Regions from separate parts of the Mus musculus genome. Here regions 2, 3, 4, 5 and 6 are each linked to region 1. Evidence: chromatin contacts called from public promoter capture Hi-C data. All regions are on one chromosome and are shown on one strand. The core of a region is the stretch at or near the end of the contact, and the rest is flanking DNA. Distances in the headings are between cores, read along the strand shown.

Region 1 (3,266 bases), core at 474-2,973:
TGTATGAAGAAAGGCCAGAAGACTGTGACTGTGTGTGTAGGATAGAAAGAAAGAAAGAAAGAAAGAAAGAAAGAAAGAAAGAAAGAAAGGAAGGAAGGAAGGAAGGAAGGAAGGAAGGAAGGAAGGAAGGAAGGAAGGAAGGAAGGGGAGAAAGGGAAGAAAGGACAGAGACAGAGAATATCAGTAACCACTAAAAGTTATTAAATTTAATTTGATCATAATCACATCAGGATTTTAAAAACCCACCAAACTTGGATTGAGGGGAGCCTAATTTCATAGGTCTGAGACGAGTAGGTGCAGGAAACTAAGGATTGCAATTTATAGCCGTGTGACTCCCCCGCTGACATCCAATTTAGGCAAGCTATCTCCTCGCCTGTAAAGGGCGTTCAAGATAACTACCTCATAAAGTGGTTTTTAAAAACGTTTCAGTACAATAAAAACACTACAAGATACGTTCTTACTGTTCCCAGTCATTTAACATACACATACTCTGTGGGGGACATACTCTCTAAAGGGGCAGTGAAGAGACTCATGTGGGCTGGATTCACCCTCAAAGGTAGAAGAAATATCAGCACCCTTATTTTCATTGTAGGGGTACGGAGAACCTGGAAATGACTTCCATTGTTAGCCATGCACAGCGGAGGATCTGAGCGTGGGTGCTGGAATTTCCACGTTGTTGACATATGCATAGTTATAGGCAAGGGGGTAACTTAGTAAAGGAAAGATATAGGAGCCTGGGGTGCACCTTATCTCACCTGTGGCCTGACTCCCAGGTACAACAGGGGCTGAGAGAAAGCTTAAGATCTTTCACATACCCCACCCCCACGCTCATTCACTGAAGGCTTTTCGGGTGATGCGTCCCTTGTCAACAATCCCAAGTCTTTTTAGTGTTTCTAAATTAATCTCTGAAACTCCCATCTACATGGCTTCCTATCCTCCTGGCTCAAGTAGGTCACTCCTGATCTATGACACACCGCGTCAGTCACTAGGGTCCGTCCCAGTGCAGCCTCTCACTTTAATGGCCCTCTGGAGCTCCTTGGGCCTCCCTTTTCTTCTCCATCCTTTCTCCTCAGGACCTCGTCTATCCTTCTCTTTGGGGGTTCACAGACACAGCACCTCGAGATCCCAGAAACCCCGCTCTCCTCTGACCTAGAGAAAACGAAAGCCACTCCTGCCTTCGGCCACCAGGAGGAAGTCAGGCATGCGCAGTGGCCCTAGGCAGCAGCCTGGGGAAGCCAGGGTTGTCGAGCGCGGTCCGACTGAGCTGGCGGGCTCGCGGGGTCACGCGGGGCTGGAGGCCGCCTAGTACCTGATAGCGGCCGGTGAGCAGCTGGCTCCGCGAGGGCGTGCACAGCGGCTGCACGTAGTAGTTGTCCAGGACCACGCCGCCGGCCGCCAGCGCATCCAGGTGCGGCGTGCGGATGACCGAGCCGTGAAAACCCAAGTCGTTCCAGCCCAGGTCGTCCGCCAGCACGAAGACCACATGCGGAGGCTGGGTAGCTCCGGAGGCCCGGGCCGGCGACAGCAGCAGCAGCAGCAGCTGCAGCAGCAGCAGCAAGAGTGGCAGCTGCGGCCCGGGACCTCCAGGCCGGCTCCTGCCAGTGCACGGGCTAAGCTTGCCCATCCTTAGCAGCCTGCAGAGCCCGTGCTGCGGGCACCCCCGACAGAATCGGGAACTGAGCGGCCGGGCTCCCCAGCAAGATTTCATCCACCTGGGCGGGCCGCGGGCTGGGGAGGGCCGGCGTCCACGGCCTCCGCCTCCCGCGGGGGCCGGGGGAGGAGCCGCACAGAGCGCGCGGGCGAACTCAGCCGGTCCTTCCAAGGCCCAGAGGCCCGTTCTTTATTTTAGCCATGAACTCGAGAGCCACAAGTTCCAAAGCTGTTTCACAACCTTTATCTGATTAAATCTAGCCGCAAACTTGACAGCTAAGCACTATAGTTAGCGCTCCTTTTATCCCCAGAAGAAACCCTGTAATGGTTTGGACCATTACAGATGAGAGAAGAGAGGTGGTGCAGATGGTGTTTCAGATTCCTTTGTGCAGTGTGTACCCATGAAGCCACTTCCTTCCCATCATCAGTGGGCCAAACACATTCATTCTGTCTGCCCAGAATCTAAAATGAAATGGTGAAGTTTCATTTCAAGACATTCGGGGTATGCCCACCTAAGACTGTCTACTTGCTTACTCAATGTCTAGAGATGAGTGATAACTGTTAGGTGGAGAGAGAAAAAATGTGCGCTGCCTGAAGGACACACCCTCTCTGGCTGAGGCCGAGTCCGTGGGAGTTACTTTACAGCTTTAGAAGCTCTGGATGAATGATACCCTTGAAAAGTAATTATTGCTGATGTACTCAACTGACTTCCATGCGGTTGGCTGATGGGCGTTTGTGGTATTGTTCCTTATAACCAATTTTAATTTCTTATCGGTTTCTCACTAATAAATTAGATGAAATCACATGATGTATTCATTTCTGCATTTGTGATTTGTGTGAGAGTAAAAAAATTCTTTTGTGTGTGTGTGTGGTTTTTTTTTTTTTTTTTTTTTGAGACAGGGTTTCTCTGTGTAGCCCTGGCTGTCCTGGAACTCACTTTGTAAACCAGGCTAGCCTTGAACCCAGAAATCCGCCTGCCTCTGCCTCCCGAGTGCTGGGACTAAAGGTGTGTGCCACCACGCCCGGCCAAAATTTTCCTTTTTAAAAAAAGATTATCCTTGAATATATGTTTCCCTCTTAACATACATAAGAGTTTTCTTTGAAGTAGATAACTACTACTTATCCTTAGTAAAATATAGCCAGAAAGTTTTAAATTTTGGCATTTTTAAACCCAAAAACAATATCTTAGAAGAGTTGTTTGTTCGCTTTTGTGTTGGGGATAGTGTGGTCTCTGCATATTCTTCTACTCCATAATTGTTTTCTATAGTCCTCTCCTTTTTGTTTTTAAGCAGGTGCTTACTATGTACCCCAGGATAGCTCCTCCAGCTCTCTGTCCTCCTGCCTCTTCATCTCCCACTGACAGAACTGGGATTACAGTCCCAGGCCAAGGTCCAGGTTTTCCCTGCCCTTGATAAGCATCAAACAGCCTCCAGTAATACTGCTCCTGGAACTAAGCACCCACCAAAATCCCCGTGCCCTGCATTTCAACTGAGCATGTCAGCTGGGGGTGCCCTGGCAATGTGCAGGTGGGAAAAGTCTGATTTTCATCTGTATACTGAAGACCTATGGCATGCATACTGTGCGTGGTTCTTTTAAAAATCTCTCTACTGGTGTTC
Region 2 (3,266 bases), core at 409-2,908, 1.6 Mb before region 1:
ATGCTGTAAGCTGAACTCTCAGCTATTTCTACCATTAGCTAAAAGCCACCAAAGCACTATTAAAGCCTTGTAAAATAATGCACTATGCCCGAAAGTGCACCTTTCTTTCAGCTCTGCATTAATATATATGTATATGTACACATACATATACACACACATGTGGCTTTTGAATTATGTGGTATGGATTAGCACTTTAAAAAACAACATTTCCTATGCTTCTTATTGTCACTTGCCTTGAACTATTTGAGGCCAAAGTGTGCACTAATAAACAGTACTGGAATCACCAGGAATTTAATCCCATGAATTTAATCCAAGCCCTTGGGAGGCAGAGGCAGGTAGTCTCTGTAAGATCCAGGTCAGCCTGGTCTACACAGGCAAGTTTCAGGTCACCCAAGGAAACAGACCCCGTCTTAAAAAAAAAAATAAAATAAAAAATTCAGAACACCACTAATTATCTCAACTCACGAAACTATTCAACAGCTGTTCTAAACACCTTTGGAGCTCAGCAATGGCAGGTACTTTTTTTCCAATGAAGGAAAATCCTATTCTTTTTAGTAAAGCTTTAAGCCGGCCACAGAAGGCTTGCACAACCAAAGGCTCCAGTGAGCCAGGCCCGGATCAGGAAACTCTTTTGTGTCCAGTGGAGGAGGAGATTCTGGTTTACTCTGGTTTACACCGGTTTTCTTACAGCCCCCCCCCCCCCCTCCACACACACACACAGGTGGGAAACATTAACCAAGTCGCAATTAGCGCATGAGGCTCAAAGTCACTCTCCACCGAGGCAACTTTACGGGGACAGTTCCCCCTCTTCCCCACCCCCCACCCCCCGGAGCTGGTTAACCAAAGAGAGCGGAGACGCTCCAGAAGGTTCCGGAAGCCCGCAGGCTGGGCCCCTCCGCCAAGCCTGGGGTGGTAGGCATCCCCTGCAGACCCCGCGGCTGCGACCCTGGATCCCACGGCCTAGGGGCTCCCGAAGTCCCCGAGGTCCTGCGTGGCGTCCCCCGCACCCCTCCACCCCGCGGTTTCTCCGATCCCGGACGTCCCCGCGGGCCCCTGAGATCACTGCAGCCCCTGGTGTCCCTGCGGTCGCTCCCGCCAAGCCAAGCCACGCCACCGAGCCCCAGCCAGCCACGCTCACCCGGACGCCGCGATGGTCGCCCCTCGCCTCCGGGCTCCTCGCAGACATTTTGTCCTGGACGGAAAAGGCCGATTCCCCCTTAAAGACACAGCGCTCAATTTGCGCGTCTCGGGGCGTCCATGGGGGGCGGTGACGCGTGGTCTGGACGCCGGGGCGCCGCTGCTAAACCATCCGGTCCGGGAGGAGTTTAGAGTAACGGATGGAGAACTAGTTTAACGAATTGAAATCTGTCGGAGGTTTTTAAACGGTGCAATAATAGCGCAGGGATGCTGAAAGCGTTTTAACCGTGGCTCTGCACGTTTGCGCGTTAACCTTCCAAGCCCTTGGATTCAGCGGGTCCAGATCCTCAGCTGGGCGCACTGCTCGCTCGCATTCTTACAGATTAAGGCCTCTGATATGGCACTAGTCAGAAGTCCTTGCAATCAAGGTCTTAGGAGGAAAAGGTGTCCACCCAAACCACCAGCACAGGGAACTACCTTTGTCTTCATTATATTCAGTTAACAGCGTCTGCGTGATTTACAGTTACATCAGCCGCTAGCGGCTGCGTTCTAAGGCGGGTTTCTGCATTCCACGCTCCAGGTGGAAAGAGAAACCTTTTTCAAGACCAGCCCGCTGAGGTGCGGGCGAGAGCCTTGGGGCTTTGCAGGCTGACGGGCAATCCTGTTGTGTAGCGTTTTGCTGTTCCAGCCGTTCAAATATTCCCACCATACAGATTTTTAATCTATAAATAGTCGCAAGGAAGTGACTTGCCAAATTCAAGAACGCACCAGTTAGCTCTTAACGCACAGCTGGCACGTTCTGCCCTTCATTCATAAAAACAAAACAAAAGTCACTAATTTGTTGCTTTTTAATTTAGTGTTTTTGCGTGGTGGTGGTGGTGGTGGGTGTCTGTGCATGCATGGGTGCAGTGTCAGTGGAATCCAGAAGAGGGCGATGGATCGGCGGTAACCGACTCCCCGCCCCCCCACCCCAATCATCTCTTCAGCCCACATACTGCTCTGCTCACATTCTATTAGTCAAAGTAAGTCACATGAACAATGGGCACGAAGCCTTGCTAGAAGACAATAAGCAAAAAGATATAAATGTAAAAAAAACAAAAAAAAACAAAAAACCAAAAAACCAAGAAATTCTTTTGTAGGTAATACAATCCATGTTAACTGCTTTGGTTCAAGTGGCGCTGGGGAGGAGCACCTTGCTCATGCAGAGCACGTGTTTTGCAGTGGAAATATTATAACCCTCCTCACTTAAACACACACACACCTGATAGACCTATTTGTTGACTTTCTTCTATGCCAAGAATTTCAGAGAAAAGAAAAATCTTGTTGGGTATCACGAAAGGAATACTTTTGCAATGGCGAGATTATTAGATTCCCCTCTTTCAAGATTGACCTAAATGTTTTCATACAATATATTTTGATCATATTCTTTTGTAACCCAGCAAACCAGTAAAACAAACAAACAAATGAACGAAAACACATTTTAAAAAGTGTGTAAGGATTCTCTAGAGTAACAGAACTTACAAACCGAATTCCTCTCTTTATATAGAGAAAGGGGGAAGTTTTAGAATGACTTACAGGCTGTGGTCCAGCTAACCCAACAGTAGCTGTCTATGAATGGAAAATCCAAGAATCTAGTAGTTGTGTCTCAGCTGGTCTTCAATAGAAGCTGGAATCCTGCAGGAGTAACCGCCGCCGCTGGCGATGGACTTGCCAGTTAGGCCAGAGTACAGTGGCAAAAAGCAAAAAGCTGTCTTCTCCCGTGTCCTTATATAGGCTTCCAGCAGAAGGCGTGGCCCAGATTAGGGGTGGGGTTTTTCTGGCTCAAAAGATTAAAGGTGTGTCTTTTTACCTCAAAGATTCCTGATTAGAAGTGGATCTCCCCACTTCAAATTAGGTAAAAATCCCTCACAGGTGTGCCTTTCATTTTGGGGTTTTAGCTAGTTTCAGATGCAGTGAGGTTGATAACCAAGAATAGTCATCACACATGGAGACAGTTTTGTATTGGCCAACTACCGTGAGCATGAGGCCCATCCTGGTGTGGGTTGGTAGACAATATCTCACTATTCTCTCCCTCTCCCTGCAGGTGTAAATTGCAATCGGCTCTTTGTGGGACCTTGCTCACTTCTTCC
Region 3 (3,266 bases), core at 295-2,794, 1.2 Mb after region 1:
TGGCAGAACTAGAATTCAAATTCAGGTAGTGAAAAAAGAAGGAGGAAATAGGGGACTGGATTCATAGTTTCAATATCAAGAACATACTTCAAGAATAGGAGTGAGGCAAGAAAGACAGACAGACTGCTCTCCCTCTCAGGTCCCCATTGGTTTCTGTCTTTCCTTCTGGAAGTTCTGTCTTTACCTTGCTTCTCCTTACAGGTGTTCCTGGGGAGGGAATTTGGGCTACTGTACCTGGCTACTAAGCAGGTTCTTTCAAAAGTCCTACTTTATATGTGAATTTGTGTTAACTTATATCCACACCAGGATATGAGAGTATCCACACTATTCTCACCAATGAATTCATCTATAAATTAAGCAAATTGGTAAAACAGATTTATGGAGAATACACTGTTTCTGCTATATTAAGTTTGAACATCAATAAAATGTGGTAGACATGCTATTTTGTGAACTGATTTGCATATACTTTAAAATGTTGTTTTGTTCATTTAAAATAACTCTTATTTGTCCTTACATTGTACTATATACTTTTGCCCCTAATTTGTATGCACAAGCCACTGCTTCTGAATTGAGGTTCCAAAAAGACGACGGCCCCATTTTATCTGTGACAGTGTCCAACGTATAAAAGTGAAAATACACACTGTACTTTGTAGAATTATTCTTATATTTTTGGTTGTGAGACTAGCCTTTAACGGCTGAGCCATCTCTCCAGCCCTTGTGGAATTATTCTTAAGATTAATTAGCTAATGTAAGCGAAGCATCTCTTTTGCATTGTCTGTCAAAGAACAGGCCAGTCACCTTACACAACCAAAAGTTTTGCTCTTGGCAAAAATCAGAGTTTAGAAGGGGAACCAGAAGTAGAGATGCAGAATCTCTGAAAGATAAACTACAGTTGCCAATTACTGAATTGAGGACCTGAGCTCTGACTGTGAAGTCTCTTGAGTACAAATCACAGCAGCGATAACGCTTGTAATCTCTCGAAAGCCTAGGCGAGCCAGCAGTCCCCAAGCTGGTCCGGATACTAATTTTCTCTTCGCTCTCTTTGAATTTTAGAAAACTCGTGGTGAAAATGCGAAGGCCGAAGCAGAGAGCGCGCGCGAGGCATCGGGCATCTCCTTCCGAGAGGGTAGCTGGCTTCTGGTTTTAGACAGCAGCCGCTCTGGAGGCTACAGAGGGTTGGAAATGCAGAAGTACAGCCAGAAGTGCAGGGCGGCGTCGGCCAATCCGCTCACCCAAGGACCGGCATTTAGGAGCTGCCCGGAGGTGAGATACAGTGTCGGCCGCTGGATTTGGCTGGTGCAAACCGGAGTGCCGGGTCAGCTGAGCTGTGGCACTAGTCACCTCCTGAGGCCAGCAGAAGAGCGTCCTTGGAACAGCGTCCGAGCGCAGGATCCCAACGGAGTCGCCTGGCCACTTCCGGCGCGCCCGCGTGGACTGGCTCGGACCCGAGCAGCGCGCATGCGCATAGATCAAGCCTCCCGGAGGGGGCGTGGCAGCGGGAAGCATTCTCTGCGCCTGCGCCCTTCTCTGCTAGGTCGGCTGGGGACGAGCTCTAGGCTGGCGTCGCGCTGTCCTGGGTGTCGTGGCCGGGTTACTCTTCACGCCTCACTGCGGCGTCGCGTCGAGTCCCCGAGAGCTCGGCGGGGTGTGGGGAGGTAAGAGCCTCGGAGCCGCCACCGGCCTCTCCTCAGCGTACTGCGGGCGGAGGGGCGGGGCGGCCTCGGACTCGCTAGGCTGCGACGGCCCGGCCTCGCCTTCCTCCGGGACCCGCCTGCCACCCTGGGCTCTGTGCGGCCGAGATACCCGACCCCATCGCGGGCTGGGCTGGGCCGGGTCGGGCCGCACTGGATCCCGCGAGTCCCCGCGGCGCCTGTTGTCGCCGCCTCCTCCGTTTCACTGATGCCTCAGTGTTCGCTCGCTGTCTTTGGTGCCTCTGAAGAGATGACCTTAACTTTTAACAGTTAACCTGTTTGTGCGACCGTGATTGCAATTTGTTACATTCCAGACTCATGTTCTTGGTTAGCCATGTCAGAAAACCAGCCCGTAAATTTAAATATTAACTTCATCTTTTAATTCAAAGAATAAGTTGGTGATGTCATCCGGTTCCGTCACTTACTCGGCTGAGTTTGGCATTTCTCGAGTTGGCAAAAGTTTAGTGGTTTGATCGTGTCTGTCCGATTTTTCACATAACTTCTTTTTTCCCCCTTCTCTTTGATATTAAACTACACATTTAGTGGCAAGCTATTTAAAAATTAGAGGAGGGAATTAGGAATGAGCTAGTCACCATTCCACCGTGCAAAAGTAACCAGCCGCTTACCATTTTGACATTTTTCTTTGTCCTTTTTTTTTTTTTTTTTTTTTTTTTTTGGCCCCTGTTGCATTTTAAACTTAAAATGATAAGAGTGTTGCTCACCTTTCCCATGTTTTTAAAAGCTGTACACATATACCCATTACATTTTTTTACTATACACATAATAATATGAGCAAAAACAATCTTTTGAAGTAGCTACCTTACAAATAAAACTAATTTTTTTGTCCCCAGTCATAATGCCAATTACACATAGTATCCTATATGGTTGAAGATAATGACAATTGAAAAATATTCAAGAAAATGTAATTGTTAATGCAGAATATTTACCATTTTGAAAATTAAAACTCTGGAAATTCTTTTTTTTCTTCACATATTCACTTAAAAATAGTCATACAATGAAGCAAATACTTTATTATATTAAAAAATCTTGGTTGTTTTTAAATTCTAATTCTAATGTACATTGAACATTTTCTTCATGATCATATTACTGTCTTTCACAATTTTATACCCCTTACAGTCTAGTGTCCAACTGCCTTCTAATATATTTTTATTATTTTTATATTGTTAGAATATTTTATATCATTTTTAAGGAAAATAATAAAATTATCTCCTTTTCTCTTTTTAAGTAAAATGTAGAGAGACATAATTTAGCTTTGAAAGGCTTACATAATCCCTACACTAGATTTAGTTTAGTACTTGTTCCTCCGTATTTTCCCCCTTGCTAATACTATTTTAACAATTTTTGTGGAAAATGGATTTATGTTGTACAGAGTTTTGTGATTTTCTTTCTTTCAGCGTTGTGTATTGGATAGTTCTACAGAAGTATGTGTAACCCAGGTCATAGCTTTATGCACACAGGTTTAGGGATCATTAGTTGTTTCATGTCAGGCTTCTATATTCTTCTGTATCTTTTCCTAGGTCGCTTCCATTCACAGTGGTGCATTACTGATTTACA
Region 4 (3,266 bases), core at 447-2,946, 1.2 Mb before region 1:
TTCACATACTCTCTCACACATACACGCATACTTACACACATGCAAACACAATGCTTTCAGACAGACATATGCAAACACAGATGCATACACTCAAACATTCAACATGTGCACTCCCACACAGAAACACACGCATAAACACACATAAACACACACACACACACGCTTTGTTAGAAACAAAGCTGCAGACTAAATGAATCAAATACAGACAAACGCAGCCCACTGCAAGCACTCAGATGTCTGCTTTAATGATTAAATGTAGTAGTGAAAGCAGACTCATGTGTCCTCTGGGCGACAAGACTGGGGGACAGGTCCTGCATGCAGAGTCCTCCAGAAGGCAGCACAGCAGCCTGTGCTAACGACACACACCTCGTAACTTAACTCTACAGGGGAAGTCTCAATTGGCCCCCTTTCTGGAGGCAAATTCAGTACAATTTCACCATAAGAAGCTTTGTTCTTAACCAAGGTTTCTTAAGTCTGACAAGCGAGTTTGGACTACGTTAAGTTTCTGTTCCTGAGACCTCTCCTGGGTGTTAGGATAGACAGCAGCATCCTTCTTCTATACACAGTGCCCCCATCACACCTACCCATGGCCAACAGTAGACACTGTACTATCCTCTGGGGACAAGATTACCCCAGGACTGAGAATCACTTAGACTGGAAGGCTGACTGTAATTCATAAGTAATGTTCTCTCATTCATTAGGAAAAATCACCAGCTCTTATAGTGTACATATTCAAGGCAGTTACACAATTGAAGTACTTTTGTGTGGAAAAGAAAACGTAAGATCCAGCATGCTATCCCATGGTGATGGTTTTGCATTTATCTGGTCTCTTTTCTAGCTGTCACTCAATTATGTGAGAGTTTTACCAGGTATGACAGAACTGAATAAAATAGTGTATTCACTAAATAAGCAAATAGTCAAATATATGTTATGTGTCCATTCAATAATCCACAATTCTTCCATAACCCTAAGGACTTCAAATTATATAAAATAAGTGATTTAAAAAAATCACGTGTCAATGTCAAAGCTATGAGGAAGTTAAAACTGCCAAGTTTGCAATAATCCAAACTGTAAAATGCTTCCTATAAGGAAGGAAGTGTAACACAAATTGTTGTGTGGCACATGAAGTAAATTTCAGATGTCAACATTTTTAAGGTGACAAAATTATTTTTTCAATGTGACGATGAGACCATACATGTACTAAATAAACAGAAATCATTTTCTCACTTAGCTTCTCGGAAAGCAACTAGTTAAATTTACGTTCCTTAAGCAAATTCGAGTCCCGGCTGAGAAGACTTATCGGTTCAAATAAATCAAGAGTGGCAGTCACTCCTGCTGGTTTGTAGTTAAGTCCCAGTTTCTTAGCAGAGGCCAGGTGGCCCTGAGCAGCCGCTTCCGGCGCTCGCCGCAGGCCCCGCCCCGGCCCCGCCCCCGGGCCCCCGCGCATTACCTCGGCTAGGCCCTGCGGCTCGCGGCCTCCTCCGATCAGCCAGCGCAGCATCGGGCCGGGGCGTCCGCGGCCCACGGAGCGAGGGCCGCCGCGGCGCAGGTGCTGGGGCTGCGGCCGAGTGAGCCTGGGGCGAGGCAGCGGGAAAACAGAAGTCTCGTTGGGGCGCCCGCACTGAAGGCCGCGACGGCGGAGGCGGAGGTTCCGCGTCCCCAGTGAGCACGCGCGTGGGCGCCGCGCGGTTGGCGCAAGAGCTCAGGTCGCTCGGGCGCCCCCTAGTGGGCGTGCGCTGCGGCCATGTCGCCGCAGGACCAGCGCTTGTCTAAATCCTGTGTAGCTACGGCGCCCCTTAAACACACTAGCAAGTCTCCTGGTTTCCCAACAGCCAGATGGAGAGGGTGTGCCTGCAGTAGACTTCTGCTCCTGGACGAATCTAGTGGCGTTCTTGTACACCAAGCAGCCAACATTGTGTGCCACAGAATAAGGACTGTACCAAACCCTAACGCCTCCCTTTTTACAGACCAAGAAACTGACCCGCTTAAAGATTAAGTAATGTGTCTAAAGATAAAAGCCAGCAGGTGGCCATGATGGAATTAAGACTTGCTCGGTAAACTTCAAAACCGGTTCTTACACATTGCCTGGACTGTCTTCCAAAGCAGGAAGTATAAAGCGAAGGAATCCGTTCCCTGGCTGTGCTGCTGAAACATGGAGCGACATTTCTAGCTCCAAACATTCTATGTCAGCCTCTAAATTTTCTTAATAGTTACACGACTGGTTATACAACCTGGCTTCGTATCAAAAATTACCTGGACACTTTTGAAAATGTAGACTAGGAAAAGCAATCTCTAGTTGGCACATAGAAATCAAAGTTTGAGGGGACTAATATCCAATATATATATAAAAAACCCAAGAAGGTAGACTCCAGAAAATCAAATAACCCCATTAAAAATGGGGCTCAAAGCTAAACAAAGAATTCTCATCTGAGGAATACCGAATGGCTGAGAAGCACCTGAAAAAAATGTTCAACATCCTTAATCATCAGGGAAATGCAAATCAAAACAACCCTGAGATTCCACCTCTCAACAGTCAGAATGGCTAAGATCAGGTGACAGCAGATGCTGGTGAGGATGTGGAGAAAGAGGAACACTCCTCCATTGTTGGTGGGATTGCAAGCTTGTACAACCACTCTGGAAATCAGTCTGGCAGTTCCTCAGAAAATTGGACATGGTACTATCGGAGGATCCCACAGTACCTCTCCTGGCCATATATCCAGAAGATGTTCCAACTAGTAAGAAAGATACATGCTCCACTATGTTCATAGCAGCCTTATTTATAATAGCCAGAAGCTGGAAAGAACCCAGATGCCCCTCAACAGAGGAATGGATACAAAAAATGTGGTACATTTACACAATGGAGTACTACTCAGCTATTAAAAAGAATGAATTTATGAAATTCCTAGGCAAATGGATGGATCTGGAGGGCATTATCCTGAGTGAAGTAACTCAATCACAAAAGAACTCAAATGATATGTACTCACTGATAAGTGGATCTTAGCCTAGAAACTTAGAATACCCAAGATATAAGTTACAATTTGCAAAACACATGAAACTCAAGAACAATGAAGACCAAAGTGTGGACACTTTGCCCCTTCTTAGAATTGGGAACAAAATACCCATGGAAGGAGTTACAGAGACACAGTTTGGAGCTGAGACGAAAGGATGGACCATCTAGAGACTGCCATATCCAGGGATCCATCCCAAAATCAGCCTCCAAACGCTGACACCATTTCATACACTAGCAAGATTTTGCTGAAAGGACC
Region 5 (3,266 bases), core at 543-3,042, 1.1 Mb before region 1:
CGTTGAGCTGTGCTGGGGTGAAGCGTGTCCGGTGGCGCTTCTGTTTCTGTTGGCCCTGCTGTTGGCCGGCTTGGCTGGGGTTGGGGCCGCCCTGGGGCCCCGGCTGCTTGTCTGGGTCTTTGGCGCTCACCGCCAGCGAAGCAGGGGTAGAGCCCACGGTGGTGATGTCCTCGCCCGGCAGCAGAGTGGCTCCTTCGACCGGGTCCGAGTTGGGTGCCAGGTCCCCTGGATGACCCCCAGGGTCAGAGCCCCCCACACCCAGCCTACACTTCACCGCCTCCCGGTGGCCCAGAAGCTCGGCGGCATCTTTCATACCTGAGGAGGGAAAGGGATCTCGATCAGTACTGTCCTGGCGACGTGAGGAGCCGGTGACTTCCCTGAGAGGTTCTGCTTCAGCCCCATCCACCGCTCCCTCTGCGCCCACGCTTGCCCCGAGGCGGAAACTGCCTGGTCCTCAGCCCGGTTTCCCAGGAATTGGACAGCTAGGTTGAAATAGCATCTCCTGGCCTCCTTCTCTCCACAGCCCGCTCTGGTGCTTCACAGCTCCGGCCTTCGTGTCTCCCACAAAACAAAACAAAAAACAAAACAAAAACAAAAACAAAAAAACCACTCCCAGGCCTGACAATGAAACACACCCGAGTCCTTTCACTAACTGTAACCCTGGTGTCCCAGGAAACCTTGAGAAAATTCTTAGTCGGGTGGTGCGGGAGAAAAAGAAATCAAGAGAGAGCCTTTGGAGGCTGCTCCTCCTGAGCAAAGGCGCTAAATGAACTCTGGCCAATTCCCTCTGACTTTCGGAAGATGAATATGTCTCCAAGCCTTCCACCTCTCAAAATAAGCCCAAATCAGCTCCGCCTCCCCCTCAAATCAGAGAAAGTGTTTGGGAAACGGAGTCACATCCATCACTAAAGCTCCCCAAGCCTGAAGCCCAGAACTTGGTAACCCAGATAGCTTCAAAGAAATTTAAGTAAACTCTATAGCCATAACAGTGAATCAAACTTTAGAGAATTCAACTTTTCTCTCCCGAGAAATAAACGGCTCGTCCCTCCCCGTCACTGGTAACACCGAGTCCCTTGTAGAAGGCAGGGATGCCCGAGAGGATGAGTTGGGCTTTTCTTCTCAACCAGCACACTTAGCAAATCCACCTTCATACAGCGGCTTCTCCTTCACAAAGGAGAAGATTTTTTTTTAAAAAAAGAAAACAAATTTAAGCACACTTAGAGGAGAAGGTGATGATAGAAAGGAAGAAGGGGAAAAAGGGATGAAAGAAATTCCAAATCAAAGCAAACAAGAGTGGAAAAAGAGAGAAACACCTCCAAACAAATTATCGCGGGCTAGAACTCCTTCCAAAAATAATAATATTAATAATGAAGGGGAGAGAGAAAGAAAAAAATAAGAAAAACAAAAAGGTGTCAGCATCCCCAACTCCGTTTTGTTTTGGAATCTACATATTCCATAGATTTTTTTTAAGACGATGTTAAATCAAATTAAACTTTAATACAGCACAATTACTTTTAAAGAAATTAGTCCATTTAGGGCGCATTAAGGTAAAATAAGGAACAAATTGACAATTTCCTGCCCCGGCTTCTCCTGGCTGCCCGGGTGAGAGGCGCTCACTCACCTAGCCTGGCGTCCAGGAGGTCGGCGTGAGACAGCATCGCGCACCGCTCCAGGGCGAAAGCTGTTCCCCCCCAAATTTTAGCGGCTTTAAGTTATTTAAAATAGATATAAGCTATAAGCTATACGATATAGATATATATAGATCACCTAAATGAAAGAAAATTCGGTTTGTGGTTAAAAAGGGGGCTTCTTGCATTATAATGTCCTTTAGAGAGACGGGGAGGTGCTTAACAGATGAATGAACCCGTGAGCAGCTCGGCGAGGGGACCAATCAGGAGGGCAGCCTGCAAATGTCAGCGCCCGGAGAGTCCCCCACTCCGCCCGCCCGCCCGCCTGCGCCTGCCGGGAGGAGGCGGCGGCCGCAGCCCAGGCAGCTCCAGCCTCCAGCAGCCGCTAAAGCAGCAGCGGCCACCTTGGCCTCGCCCTGGGCCTCTGGGCCGAGCCTCGGTCAGTTCTTCCCAGAGATTTTCTCCGGGCACATCTCCCCTTTCCTTGTCCTGCCTTGCTCGCTTCACAGGCTCTGTGTATCAGAGCTAGGGTGTCCCTGGAACGGGGGCAGTTCAGACACCAAAGCAGGACATGACCTCTGCATGACCTGAGAGTCGCCACCCCCAGCCCACACACATCCCACCGCACCCGCGCCCCCGCTGCCCCTGCTCGTGCCAGCTAGGGGACACTGGACCGCGGTAGTCAAAGCCCTAGCTCACCAGGCAGCCAAGCTACCATCTCTAGAACGACCCTAAATTTCTGCCACTGTTCTGCAGGCCTTCTCTAGAGACCCAGACTCTGGCCTACTGAGCCCCAATCCCATTGCAAGCCTAGAAAATAAAGAGGAAGTTGCCCCCCCACCACCACCCCGCCAAGGTCCCCTGTCCGCTTTGGGGGAGGGGGAGACTTCATGAAGTGAGCCTTCCTCCAGAACTCCAGAAGCTGCGTTCCAGGGCCACCTGCCCGATAGGCCTACACTCTCACCCAGGTCCCAACCTGCTCTTTCGGTCAAAGTTTCTAAGTTCAGCTAGACGACCAAAGCCACTTAAGGCAGTAAATAAAGTTAACCGCTCTTTATTTTCCTCTTGGATGTGTTAAACTACTTGAACAATTTAAAGTGCTTTTGCACAAGTGAAGCGAACCATTTCTAATGTTCTGATTTTTCAGAGCCAGCCAACAACAAAGTTTAGATTAGTAATATATTTCTAACCAGAGTAATTTTCAAGATCATTAGGCATTTATGTAATTAGTGCCAAATCTATAAGCTTTTATTACGATTATTAGAGTAAAATCAGTATAAATTTGTACTAATTTACTACTGTTTAGACTTGGCTGCCAAGCCCAGAGGTTCTTATTGTAAATGATAACTGAGGAAATTAAGTGCAAAATTCTGTACCGTTTCTGATCTGCTCCCAAACAATCCGTTTCAATTGTATTTGCAGCAGAACATGATGCCCCTTTAAAGTTATTTGACTTGTATTTTTATTTGCAACACAAGAAAAATGCCCTCTACCCAAGGCAAAATGAAAACTGATATTTACTGCTCCCAACTTGATTAACATTGATTTTTAATTCGAGGGTGATGCAATTAAGATTATTCATTTAGTGCAAATAAAGCTTCCACAAAGGGTGGCCCTCTGAAGTCTGTTTTAAATAAT
Region 6 (3,266 bases), core at 287-2,786, 1.0 Mb before region 1:
TCATGATATTTACTTTAAAGCAGTCTCTTATACCTCCGGGTTCTTTTCTGCAAAATAGACAATATGCTAAAGGAAATGACACAGCCAAGGAAAGTCTGGCAAAAGAGAAGAAACGTGTGGGCTGAGGGACAGCGCGGATTACTTACTGTATGCTATAGATCTCATATTCCCCTCCTGTGTTATCACACAGTCTAATGCTCTATCACCGCATCCCAGCTGGAGCCAGGATCCTTGTTTCATTTGCTTGCTCTGCTACTAACCTGAAGTGTGACTTCAGCCACATTCTGAAAACTGCACTCATAAACATGTACTGAGCAAAACCTATATGGTGTATCTTATTTATTTGAATCACACTGTATCAAAAATGTAGCAGGTATTTCTTCCAAAAACTGAATTCAGGGAGAATTTGGACTCTATCTTCCAAATTCAGTAAGAAGAGGCACAGTACAACGATGAAATATGTTCCAGAATACATAAAACCAGATTTGAAGTCAGGCACAATTCAGAACCGACTGTCTATCCCCCCCACCTTCACCCCCGCCCCGCCCCCCTACCATACCCTAGCTGCCTTTGTAATAAAAGCTTCCAAAGTACCGTTCGAAGTACTAAAACTCGGGCAGTATCTCTAAAAGTGATTCTCTCCTCTATGGGTTGACCTCCCTCTGATGGAATATCAATAAACGGTGGAGAGATGGAGCAACAGGAAAAAAAGCTATTTCCCCTGCAGAACGATCTGCTTCGTAAGGAGGCTGTGTATCTTTTCCCTTGGAATGTTTCGGTATGATCAGCTTGGGTCTGAACAAAACTAGTTCTAATGAGCACTGCAATATGTACAGTCGGGAGTCAAGGCAAGTCACAAGACTGGCCTGGCCTATTCCTGGGAGGCAGCAGCCCACAGCTCCGGGGCGAGCTTCGGGGAAGAAGTTTGCAGAGGTGCTCACGTTCAAGCCCCAGTTCCCAAACTCTGGAAGTGAGCCATGTCAGAGGCCAGGGCCCCGCCATTGTGTATTCTGAGTGAGGCCCATGATCTCAGCGTCCCTTAAACTTGAGCGCTGTCCAGTCCACCTGAGGCCAGGCCAGGGCGGACTCCGCCTCCCTACTGCAAAGTTCAGGGAGCCGGCGCCCCGCACGCACAGGCCGAGGCCCTCCAGGCACAGGTCGCCCTCCTCTTCCTCCTCCTCCCGGCCTACGAGCGCGGAGGACGCCTCCGAGCCTCGCACGGAAGGCGGCCAGGCCAGCGCCGAGGTCGCGCCGAGCCCTGCACGGAGGGCGGCAGGGCCAGCGCCGAGGGCGGCTCCCTGCCAGCGCCAGCCTAGGCGTGTGCGGGCCCCTCGCATCCCGCCCGCCGAGGCCTGGAAGCCGCGCCCGCATCGGGCCTACGCTCCGCCCGGCTTCCCCGGCGGTGAGAAGGGAAGAGCGAGCGTCAGCCGCGGAGCCGCCGGCCGTTCCTTACCGCCTCACTACTCCGGTCTTGATCTTGATCTGCCTCACGCGAGGATCGGCCATGGTCCCTAAGGCGCCGCAGGAAGGAGAGGCGGGGCTGCGCGGCGCGCCGGCGCAGAAGGGGCGGTGGAGTGGGCGTGGAGCCCAGAGTGCGCGCATGCGTACCTGGAGAGCCCGACCCCGCCTCGCCTCCCGACTCTTACCTGGAATCCTTGCATCTAGACTGCTGGTACCTAGAGCTGGAGACTCTCAAAGCCCTATACCAGCTGCTTCTCCCTGGTGCTTGGACAGGATTTGTACACAAGCTGCACTTTTATTTTCTCAGTCTCCATAGCCTGAGTTAAGAAACTTTCTGTTCCTGAGAAAGTGAACAGGATTAGCTGCTTAATGGACAGTGTGACTTAGAAACTATTAACAAGGATAATTTTTGTTTTCACTGTCTGTTGTCAAATGGAGAAAGAGATCTGTGTTTGATGAAATAAAATACCATAATGCAGACAGTCAAAAGAAATTTTTAATTTTAATTTAATTTTTTTTTTTACATTCCAATCCATGCCCCCTCTTCCGGTTCCCTTTCTCCATATAGTCCCTTCCCTTTCCAGAGTGTTACTTATGTAAATTGTCTTGTGATGTTTGAGTTTATGGAGAGAGGACTCTGGGAGTAAGGAGGTTCCTCTTGTCCTAAATTTTAGCAAGTTTGTTTCAAGTGTCCAGCAAGACTCCCCGTCCTGAGACATGCTGGCCCCCTACCCCTGAGACAGGGAGAAAACAGTACAGCATTGCACCTTCTTGGCCTAGAGGGGAGCAGCCCTTTCCTCCTAGCCTGATGGCCTGAGACCAATCTGCAGGACTCAAAAGTGGTAGAGTGTAAGAACCAGCTCTCGCAAGTTGTCCTTTGACCTCTGCAAGTTCACTGTGGCTTGCAAATATACACAGAAGTGTATGAAATAAACGCTTGGTTTTTGTTTTTTAAGTTGTGTAAAAGTATGCCTACACTGGCAACAAAATGGCAGAATCCCATCCACAGAGAGAATCTCTGACTGGGGGACTCCGAGGGACTTCTCCAGTGCTTTGTGCAGGGTGTTGTAAGAACCTGTTTCGATGGTGTCATCTATCCGCTCCCTGCTATTTATTTGTTCATCTCCTTTTTCTTGCTACACACTTAATGGACTCAGTCATTTGAGAGCAAATGACTAGCCACCTATCTCACATGTGGAGTTCTATCCTTTAGCGAACACAGGACCCCGGCACTCAACCTCCTTGAAGAGCCCTAAGAAATAATGCCCACGTCACGTGACAGGTGTATAGAGGGTGGCATTCAGCACAATGCCTAAACACAGCAGACATGGGACAACTTTTGACTCCACCATATTTTCCAAGATACAATTTGCATAGAACAAGGCACCCTGAACTGTGTTCTAGAGTCTCTTCCTGTTGAAGCACCCCTACAACCCCCAAGGAATTGAGGCATGGCCTCCATTGCGTCCTCATTTCTTGGTTCTGTTCTTCACTTGATGCTCTTGGCCTCTCCTGACCCTTAGTTCAGTTCTCATCTTCATGGCTGGCTCTGGAACATCCTTCAGTCTTGTCAGAGCAGAGCTCCAGGTATAAATCCAGTCTCAAAACCTAGCTCCCACGGAAAGACTCCCAATGCTGCCCCTGCCTGTGCAGTTCTCCAGGAATACATTGATCCCTTGCATTCTGTGTATATTTGTTTGAAAACAATTTGGTTTGAGTTCTTTACAAGGGCTGTTCCCACCCCTTTAGCTGCAGTATAAGCATGTTAAGAGGCAAGAATCCTGTCTTTCATAAACCTTTCTCTT

What was found. Promoter capture Hi-C pulls out the DNA fragments that hold promoters and counts their contacts.
Region 2: a promoter capture Hi-C map of pre-B cells shows a contact between it and region 1, with 4 times the contacts expected there. The contact joins the promoter of Zbed3 here to the promoter of Arsb in region 1. A contact is called at or near these places in 3 of 39 promoter capture datasets (3T3-L1-derived adipocytes, the C10 cell line and pre-B cells).
Region 3: a promoter capture Hi-C map of liver shows a contact between it and region 1, with 3 times the contacts expected there. The contact joins the promoter of Zfyve16 here to the promoter of Arsb in region 1. A contact is called at or near these places in 4 of 39 promoter capture datasets (hippocampal neurons, liver and pre-B cells), 2 of 115 datasets of contacts at active chromatin or transcription factors (astrocytes and large pre-B cells) and 1 of 9 other capture datasets (liver).
Region 4: a contact with region 1 is called in a promoter capture Hi-C map of pre-B cells, with 3 times the contacts expected there. The contact joins the promoter of Wdr41 here to the promoter of Arsb in region 1. A contact is called at or near these places in 4 of 39 promoter capture datasets (the 3T3-L1 cell line, the C10 cell line, liver and 1 more) and 1 of 115 datasets of contacts at active chromatin or transcription factors (astrocytes).
Region 5: a promoter capture Hi-C map of stem cell-derived epiblast-like cells shows a contact between it and region 1, with 4 times the contacts expected there. The contact joins the promoter of Otp here to the promoter of Arsb in region 1. A contact is called at or near these places in 5 of 39 promoter capture datasets (the 3T3-L1 cell line, the HPC-7 cell line, frontonasal cranial neural crest and 1 more) and 1 of 484 Hi-C or Micro-C datasets (cortical neurons).
Region 6: a promoter capture Hi-C map of pre-B cells shows a contact between it and region 1, with 2.6 times the contacts expected there. The contact joins the promoter of Tbca here to the promoter of Arsb in region 1. A contact is called at or near these places in 6 of 39 promoter capture datasets (the C10 cell line, the HPC-7 cell line, embryonic stem cells and 3 more) and 1 of 9 other capture datasets (liver).

The regions. Positions count from the first base shown.
Region 1 is chr13:93,770,136-93,773,401 of GRCm38.p6, reverse strand. It overlaps Arsb (arylsulfatase B), which reads right to left and starts at 1,723. Exons shown (of 8, transcript NM_009712.3): 1 at 1,310-1,723. The coding sequence starts at 1,624.
Region 2 is chr13:95,323,217-95,326,482 of GRCm38.p6, reverse strand. Zbed3 (zinc finger, BED type containing 3) reads right to left here and starts at 1,658. Exons shown (of 2, transcript NM_028106.3): 1 at 1,139-1,658.
Region 3 is chr13:92,529,088-92,532,353 of GRCm38.p6, reverse strand. Zfyve16 (zinc finger, FYVE domain containing 16) reads left to right here and starts at 1,544. Exons shown (of 18, transcript NM_173392.4): 1 at 1,544-1,655.
Region 4 is chr13:94,974,774-94,978,039 of GRCm38.p6, reverse strand. It overlaps Wdr41 (WD repeat domain 41), which reads right to left and starts at 1,696. Exons shown (of 14, transcript NM_172590.3): 1 at 1,451-1,696. The coding sequence starts at 1,501.
Region 5 is chr13:94,874,162-94,877,427 of GRCm38.p6, reverse strand. It overlaps Otp (orthopedia homeobox), which reads right to left and starts at 1,792. Exons shown (of 3, transcript NM_011021.4): 1 at 1,622-1,792; 2 at 1-315. The coding sequence starts at 1,658.
Region 6 is chr13:94,787,190-94,790,455 of GRCm38.p6, reverse strand. It overlaps Tbca (tubulin cofactor A), which reads right to left and starts at 1,536. Exons shown (of 4, transcript NM_009321.3): 1 at 1,454-1,536. The coding sequence starts at 1,506.